Linked DNA regions of Gossypium arboreum: all the other regions are linked to region 3. Evidence: chromatin contacts called from public Hi-C data. All regions are on one chromosome and are shown on one strand. Each heading gives the region's core, a stretch centred on a gene start, on an enhancer-like site or on the middle of the called end of the contact. The rest is flanking DNA. Distances are from core to core; before and after follow the strand shown.

The links. Hi-C and Micro-C count contacts between places; a contact is called where the count stands out from the background.
Region 1: a Hi-C map of leaf shows a contact between it and region 3, with 4 times the contacts expected there. The contact joins the promoter of LOC108477233 here to the promoter of LOC108479385 in region 3. A contact is called at or near these places in 2 of 5 Hi-C or Micro-C datasets (both in leaf).
Region 2: a contact with region 3 is called in a Hi-C map of leaf, with 1.8 times the contacts expected there. The contact joins the promoter of LOC108476604 here to the promoter of LOC108479385 in region 3. A contact is called at or near these places in 2 of 5 Hi-C or Micro-C datasets (both in leaf).

The regions. Positions count from the first base shown.
Region 1 is chr1:41,822,195-41,825,454 of ASM2569848v2, reverse strand. It overlaps LOC108477233, which reads left to right and starts at 1,804. Exons shown (of 9, transcript XM_017779724.2): 1 at 1,804-1,942; 2 at 2,142-2,352; 3 at 2,445-2,571; 4 at 2,987-3,260. The coding sequence starts at 2,191.
Region 2 is chr1:41,906,893-41,910,063 of ASM2569848v2, reverse strand. LOC108476604 (protein SLOW GREEN 1, chloroplastic) reads right to left here and starts at 1,326. Exons shown (of 1, transcript XM_017778864.2): 1 at 1-1,326. The coding sequence starts at 1,197. The coding sequence ends at 208.
Region 3 is chr1:41,423,099-41,425,978 of ASM2569848v2, reverse strand. It overlaps LOC108479385 (pre-mRNA-processing protein 40C), which reads left to right and starts at 1,432. Exons shown (of 15, transcript XM_053028546.1): 1 at 1,432-1,817; 2 at 2,028-2,191. The coding sequence starts at 2,081.

The DNA.
Region 1 (3,260 bases), core at 555-3,054, 400 kb before region 3:
TTTTCATATCAATCATTTGGACTTGTATATCCAATTTGCATAATCTTTCATACTCTATCGAAATTCATTTCAAATACCAATATCAATTTTTACATTTTAAATCCCTATTAACTTGACTCGGAATCAAACGGATACATGGATCCAATTAACGTACCAATTTGGCACCCAATGCCTTATTAGACAATTCTGGAGTAAATAGTTTGCATCCAGCGCTCATCGATATAACCGAAGTAAAATTTGTACCAAGTACTCATCGACACGTAGCCGAAGTCATTTCTACTCAAACTATCCTATGACACGCCAACTATATCTGACTCTGCCTGAACAGTTAATAGGGTAACCAATAATCTAATTTCATTATAAGTTTGATTCCCATTCTATTGATATCAATATTATCAATTAATCAATCAATATATCATTTCCTACATAGCATAACATGAATCATCTCAATTCCAAGCCAATTTCACAATTTCACTAAGTTATACTATTTTCAATTTTATTCAATTTAATCATCTATCTCGAAAATCAGTCAAATCCATATCAATATGATTCATTCAATCATAATCAACTATAAATTCATTAGATATCTCAAATTGCAATTCACGATATTCAATTTATCAAGAATTTATCATTTCTTTACGATTTAGTCCATATCTTATCTTTTGTATCAAGTTGTAAACAATTCAAATTACCGTCAAACATACACAAATTTATAATTCAAATATATAACAATTTAAATACAAACATACTATATAAACTTACTTGACAAAATTAGCAATTAAGTTGAAACTTTAAGGACTAATTTTATTTTTTCCTGATTAGTTTCTTATTTGATCCAATTTCCAATCTATCCAATTTTGTAACCGAATATGAAACATGTCTTTGAGTTTTCTCTCCTCCAAGATTCTGCAAGAAAGAAGATGAAAATAAATATGATAACTTTATCCTTTTAATTTGTCTTTTATAGTTAGATTAATGATTAATTAACCTTATTTTAATTAATTAAACATAATTAACTTAACTAATCAAGCCATTAACATTATATAGTGGATTCTTCTACCACTTTCCACTATCAAATATAAATAAAAGGTCCAATTGCTCATTTGGTCCTTTAGCAATTTAAAAATCATTAACAATTGAACTTTTTCAATTTTTACGATTTAGCCCTTATAACTTAATTAATTATTCATTCATCAAAATCAAGGGACTAAATTTTAATTAACTTTTATGCTAACATTACAAATATTAAATAAAAATATTTACAGACTCAATCATCGAAAATAAAATTTTACAACAGTCATTTTCGACACTACTAAAAATTGAATTGTTACAACTCATGCACCAAAAGAATGCTATTCTAATCTCAACCTTGAACAACTTGGGACTCTCGGCACTAAAATGTAAATTACCTCCAGTAACATTTATATATACTATATTATGACATACCTATTATATAGATGAAAATATTAACGTAACAATTTTATAAGCAATTTGATAGCTAAATATGACTTGAATTGAAATAGTAAGATTAAATTAGTAAAAGTCATGATAATTTAGATTCAGTTTTTGTTATTTTCATTTTTATTATGTATATATATTTTTAAAGTTTATCAAATTACAAAAGATATAAATACTTTTAAAAATATATATTTTTTATAAAAAACTTTTAATAATTTTTAATTAATTGATTAGTGATATCAATCTAATTATTTATTTATATGCGTTATAGAGTATCAATAAAACCATACTTTTTTAAAAAATAAATAAATTTTAAAAATTGATGGAAAATAAGAAAATAAGGACAACAGCGGCGCCGAGAGCAAAATAAACAAAGTAGCTTATGAAAAGGAGATAAATAAATAAAAAAAAAAGGAAAAAAAGAGTAAAACCCTAGTGGTTTGGGAAGAGGTGTGGAGAGAAAAGACCGAGGCTTGGGTTTCAGGTGTGGTTTCAGGCTTGGATTTTTTTGTTCTTCCCTTTTTCTTCTGTAAATAGCCGTTAAAAAAATAAAAAACCTTTGGCCCTTCCTCCTCTCCTTTCCCGCAATCCAACCAGAGAAAAGAAGAAAACCCTAAAGCTTGCTAGTTGATACCATCATGGCTTTTTCTCTAATAGTGTTTCTCTGTCTTTGCTTTTGGCAGCCTAAAACAACGAAGCGAAAGAAGAAAGTGTTGAATTAAAAATAAAAGGATGGGGAGTAGACTTCCAGTCCAGCACTATAGTAATTCCTTCATCCCCACCTCTCTTCACGACCTCAACACCGTTGATTCTCGACCTTCTGAAATCGACGCCGTTGATGCCACTGATGCTTTGGATCACCACGATCACGCCCATCCCGATTCCACTACTGTTGTCTGTATACTATCATTTCTTCTTCTTCTTTTTTTCCCTTTTTTATTAAAAAAAAATTTAATGATCTTTTTTTTTTTTAAATTTGGTACCAGGAGTGTTTGCATGAATCTTATAGAAATTCTTTGCCAATTCATGGCGTTGGAGCGGAGGAAGAAGATCGGTCTAGCTTAGACAATGCTGATTCTTCCAGAGGAGCTTTCAGTATTTTGACAATTGAAGGTATAGACAAATTTTGATTTAATTCTTTAGGCTTCAGTTGCTGCTTTTATTTATCTAGGTATTTCTTGATACTGTTCCACTTTTAATTTATTTTTTTCTGCTTCCTGAAAATTTTGCTTTAAATAGAATGCAATCGACTAAAATGCAGTACTAATTTTAACATAATTATTTTGTTCTTTATAAAAACAATTCTCTGAATTTTTCTCTTGAAAATAAGTTTTCATATTGTAATTCTTTAAGAGTATTTTTGGCTTTTCGAATCCGTATGCTAGTTTTGCTCTTTTTTTTTTCTTACGAAAAAAGTCAGTATTAAAAATAAAAAGCAAACTGTTTTAGACTTTGAAATTGGTTTTAAATTCTGTGAATAGAGATTGACTATTTTTTTTTCCAAAATTGGACTTTTTTTAAATCACAGATGTTTCACCTATTGAATCAGCAAGGGCCAGATTTTTGCAAATCATATTGGATAACTTTATTAATGACCATGTGATTGAAGTGGTTGATAACGAGTCACCTGTGGAATATAATGCTCAGTCAGGACAAGAGAAACTGAATAAGAGAAAGACAGGAGATATACAATATGAAGGCGATCCTAGGTTTGCTTTGCCCTTAATGTATGTTGCCAATTTGTATGAAACTTTAGTTAAAGATGTAAACTTGAGGATTGCTTCCTTGAATGGCATTCGTGA
Region 2 (3,171 bases), core at 77-2,576, 480 kb before region 3:
AAAAAAAAGTTTCAAGTTTCATCTCTTTATTTCTGTTAAGTATGCTCTGACACTTGCATAGAAGTTCCAATATCACTTGGACCGTTTTCAACAAGGTTTTAAAGGCCTAAATGAAACACTACTGGAGAAGTTTTTAGAAAAAAGGGTAATACCCCCATGAACTGTATACCCACCTGAATGCCAGAAAATATGGGAAACCCCCAAAACTCAATTCTCCTCACTGGTCCCAAACAGTTTCATTCTCGATAAAGATGTCCTTAAGTATCCATCCACCTCAAACTTCTTTGGTGAAAGCTCCTTATACTTTGCGAACTGTTCTTTAGCTTCAGCATTCCTATCAAGCAAGCTATATATGATACCTTGACAAAAATACGGCCTAAAATCAGTTGGATCTTCTTTGGCCAATTCCTGGTAACTCATCAAAGATTCGTCCACGTTCTTTTGCAAGAACTGTATCTGCGCCATTATGAATCGAACATCCCTAGCTTCTTTGACTTTCTTCTCTTCTTGGGCCCTGGCTAAAGCCTCTTCTAACCTCCTGATCACGGCTTCGCCTTCCCCACAACGGTCCATCAATAACGCATTCTCGAACAAAGCTTCGAAAGAGAGCGGATTCGACTGAAGAATTTCCTCAAACACTTTACGTGCATTCTCCGTTTGACCCATTTCCCCCAACAGCCTCCCTAACAAGAATTTCCAATCAATAACATCTGGTTGTGCAGAAACCAATCGGTTCAAGATACTCAGCGCTTCTTCGTCTTCGCCGTTTTCGAGCTTCTGTTGCAAAAGCGACTGTAATGCCGCAATAGCTTCGTCATTAGATCCCAGAAACTCAGAAAACGGTGAAGTTTCTTTTGGGCTTTGGGTTTTCAGTTGTTCGTTTTCTTGAACTGCAGGTTCTTGTTCAGTCGTTGCCGGTAGAGAATCGGCTTTGGCAGGGAAGTTGGAGAATTTCCCGATCATCAAACTTGTGGCACCGACCAAAACAGCGGTTTTGGCAAATGATTGAAGCTTTTGGGAGAGGGATTGGCCATTGTTGTTAGGTTTAGAAACGGGAATGGCATCAAAATTTGCAGAAGAAGCCCTAAGCCTGAGGGGTTTGGGAAAAGGAAAAGTGAGGAATGAAGGGGAAGAAAGTGGTTTCAAGGGAAGAAAAGAGAGGGATGGTGATGATAACGTGGCCAGTGTGGGATTCATGGCTTGAGATTATTTAGGGTTCTTGTATTTCAAAGATGGAAGAAAACAAGGTAAGTAGGCAGGAGAATGGTGTGATGTAAAGAAAAGAGGGTATTTGTAGTGGGAGAGTTACGCCTTAATTAGTTAAATAATTTAGTTACCCATTTGAATTTCAATTACTTAAAAGTTTAGAGTTAAGTGAGAAAGTAACAGAATTTGTTAAAAGTTTTTGAGAGGGCTCGAATCTCTTCACCCACTTTTATAAATTAGATTTAACTCCGCTTTTCTTTTGTGTTTTTATCAATTACATGATACGGTTTTTTACCTCAATATTATAAAAAAATTATATACTAAAATAGGTTGTCGGTCGATTAATTACAAAATGGTATATTTTTTGGGTCGTCACCTACTGACAGCAGTACCTATTATTTTATTATTTTTTGTTTTACAAAATTATTATTATATTATTTTAATATTTATATTAATATATGAATAAAATACGGGTTTTATACGGATAAAAATAAAAGCAATTGAAGCACTGTCGGTAAGCACGACTAGTCGTGCCTAACAGGCACACAACACCTACACATTTCCTTTTCTTTATTTGCATTTTACAAAAATTGGTCTTATATCACTTTTGGTCCTCTACTAGGCCTAAAATTAAAATTCAATCTTTATACTTGAATTTCTATAATAATATTTGGTCCTATTTTTATAATTTTTTCCAAATAATTAATATTGTTAATTACTCTGTTAAAGTTTTTAACGTGTTTTTTAAACAAAATATTAATTTAACAAAACAATAATATGTTAAGTCGTAATAAGTTTTAAATAATAAAATTTCTAACAAAATGTATTTCAACTTAACATATCATTGTTTTGTTAAACTAATATTTTATTTAAAAAACACGCCAAAATTTTATCGAGTAATTAACAAAAATTTTAATACAATTTTGTTAGAAATTTTATTATTTAAAACTTATTCCAACTTAACATATCATTGTTTTGTTAAACTAAGTAAAAATTTTATAGAGTAATTAACAAAAATTTAATACAATTTTGTTTGAAATTTTATTATTTAAAACTTATTCTAACTTAACATATCATTATTTTGTTAAACTAATTTTTGTTTAAAAACACATCAAAATTTTATCGAATAATTAACAATGTTAATTATTTGGAAAAAATTATAAAAATAGAACCAAATATTATTGTAGATATTCAAGTATAAAGATTGAATTTTAATTTTAGGCCTAGTAGAGGGACCAAAAGTGATATAAGACCAATTTTTGTAAAATGTAAAGAAAGAAAAGGAAAATGTGCAGGTGTTGTGCCTACGTCAGTACGACTAGTCGTGCCTTCACCGACAGCTTGACCTGTTTTGGGTATTTTTATCCGTAAAACCCGTATTTTTATCTATATATTAATATAAATATTAAAAATAATATAATAATAATTTTTAAAACAAAAAAGAAATTTAATAATAAAATAATGGGTTGTGCCTGTCAGGTAGGCACAACCCCAAAAAGTATACCATTTTCGTAATTAATCTGGCTGACAACTCATTTTGGTGTATAAATTTTTTTTTTATAATATTAGGGTAAAAAACCCACATGATACAGTGCCAATTAAAATAGTATAGTAATATAAATCAATTTTGTTTAAACTGTATTATATCAGTCGATTAGATCAAAAAATGGTTTGAAAAATATCATTGAACCAGTTAAATCAAAAATCGATTGAATCGATTAAAAAATTGGTTGAACTTAGTCTATTTTTTTTTTTTTTGAGTTTTTAATAATTTTTAATTGAATCGACTGGATCGATCAAACTAGTTGAACTAATAAATCGGTAGCCTGAAAGTTTGACAACTGATCCAATTTAAAAAATCATTGTTCAAAACTATAATTAAAAATAATTTAAGGTTAAAGATAAGTGTTTTTAATTTAAAGTTAAAATTTTAATTTAAAAATAAAAAATATAAGAATAATCACA
Region 3 (2,880 bases), core at 183-2,682:
ATTCAATTTAGTCCTTAAACTCGGGATATTTATAACTTTCGATTCCTAACTTCAAATTAAAATTTGATTTCACATGCTTTCATTAGGCACTTTATACTTTTTATTGCTAGCATAATTTCATAAAAAAAATTATATTTATTCAATTTGGTCCTTAATGTTACACAGCTAACAAATAAGCTTAATTCACTTTGCAATTTAGTCCTTTTCATAATCTAAGCTCAATATCTATCAATTTCAAGCCTAATTCGTCAATTTATCAACACTGGCAACTTGATAAAACTTTAATAATTAATCAAATTGATACATAGGCTAGCTAAATCAAGCTCATGATCATAAATCTATAAAAATTACAATAAAAATGTTTGATTTTCATACTAACCTAGTAGCTGATGTTGAAAAACCCAAAAATGGTTTTTCTCCCTTTTGTTCCAATAAAGGATAGTGGCAAATGGAGGAGACATGAAGATGTTTTCATCTCTTTTCCCACTCACCAACATATATATACATTAATTAAGACCTAATTAATCCAATTTTTTTAAATTAACTAAGCTTAATCATGTTGATCTTACTCTTAACTAATATAAGTGGCCAACATCATCAATGTCCACTATCTCATAATAGGAAATGGTTTAATAACCATTTTAGCTATTTGATTAATTGCTATCTAGGTCCTCTAGCCTTTTCTCAATTAAAATTCAATAGTGATTGGACTTTTATAATTTAGTCCTTGAGCTTTAATTAATTATTCTATCAGTTAATTACTTAACCATTCTTTATTATATTCTCGTATTTACTCTGTAAATATTTCTATTTTATATTTACAAACTCGATTTACGGAAATGAGATTTTAAAATCGTATTTTTCGGTACCACTAAAAATCAGATTGTTACATAAGAATCTCTTTGTCTCAAGACATCGAAACATCAAAGCTATGGATCTAAGACAGGGAAGTTATTCTCGAGAGATAAGAGACCAATTCTCGAGACATTCCAACATTGAGACAAAAATGAAAATCATCATGTCTCAAGACATGAAGGCCATGTATCGAAATACTTAGCTGAATTTTGATCTTTGAGTTTAGATTCGAGTCTTGACTCCGTTTTTTACCCCAAGCAATTTTGAGACATATTAAATGAAGTTGATAGACATCTATAATGTATATAAATTATTGTGAATGATGATTGATTTGGATTATATGATAACTAGATGCTAAACTTTATGAAATTACATGGAGTTAATCAAAGTTACTTCAATAACCTGATGTGACGTGTCACACTCGAATTTAACAACCGAATCGAGTATAGGGTGTCTCATAGAGTTTCTAATTATTATTATTTATTTGTGATTATTAATATTTTTATGAATCATTTAAAATTTTTATTTTTTCGTAGTTAATTCAACTCGTTGAACCAATTTAATAAAAATCAAATCGATTGAGTATCGTCCTTTATTTTACTGTATAAAACTTGTTCTCTCCGGATTGAATGTTCCCAAGTGGACGGGGAAGAAGTCTACCTTTCTATTGGTAATAACGTAAAATTTCTCCAGTAGAAATGGGAAGGGTGAAGTCTTGAACCATAAAAATACAACGGTGACTCGGTGACTAGTATTTTGTTATATTATTTTTTAACTCTTATTTCGTTTTCCCTTTGTTCGGTCCCAGAAGCCCAAAGCCCCAAAGCCCCAAACCCTAACCCTAATCTCTGCCTAATAATCTCCTTCGACCTTGACAGGCACCATTGTCCCCCTTCCTCTTTGTTTTCGCTACCAATACCCTATCGAATGAAGCTTTCTCGGTAGTCTCAGAATCCTGTCAAGTAAGTCCTTTCCCTGAAACATATTTTCCCTATTTTATTTTATTTTATTTTGATTAATGTTCAAACTTTTTGTTCCCAAGGAAAACGATATGGTGAAGAATCACGTAGTTTGATGTTTCCGATTTCTTGATTGGCTGTTTATAGAGTTCGATTTTATTTTTTAATGCATTTTTACGCTGTTCGATCCTGTTCCTCTTGTTCATCCTTCAGGTATCTTTGCTAGGACCATCGTTCAAATTCTTCCTAGAGCGTTTTCACCAATAATGCAGCCTCCTTTGCCAGTCCCGCAAGGAGCCTTGTCGAGTTCCGCAAGTTTTTCTTTTACTCCAAATCCTCAGTTGGTTCAGAATGCTCAAATTCAACCTTCTAAATCTGTAAGACAATTATAAAAATACTGAATTCTAATTTCGTTTCGTTGTATTCGGCTTAAATTTTCGAAAATTGCCGTGCTCATTAATTTTTGGCGTCAAGCTATACAATTTTGTGAGTTAATTGGACTTCCAGTTAAGTGTAGATGGTTTGTAGCGATTGTTTTACTAAGCTTTCTGGAGCCAAGATTAATTTTGTTTTTGCGGAGGAGTGGCAAAGTTATGCATGAAATAATATAAAACAGAGATTTTAATTCTAAAAGATTGACAAATTTGAAGGGGAAGGAGTTGAGGGGGGCGTACTTTGAATTTGGCGGAGAACTTGACATATATAAGAATTTGAGAGATTTTATGCCTGGGTAAGGAAGGTGGGTTGTGTATTTGTTTCAAGTTTTTGTTTTTAGAAATGTTCTTGAGCAGCTGTTTGCACAGCAATTATAACATCCTTAAAAATGAATATGTGGACTATGTTGCAACACAAGAGTCTATCCAGGATAGATCTACAAAATCATCTGTTTTGGTGACTTTAATTAAACAGTATGCCTCAATTTTAGCGTCCGTTGTGATCAAATCTCATCGAGTGGATTATGAATGCAGTATTTTCCATACTTTATAGTAATTCATTAACTCCCTAACAAGGTTCCTGTCGAGCATTTGTAATTCTGTGCAGTCTCCTTCAATCCCATTCTCAATTT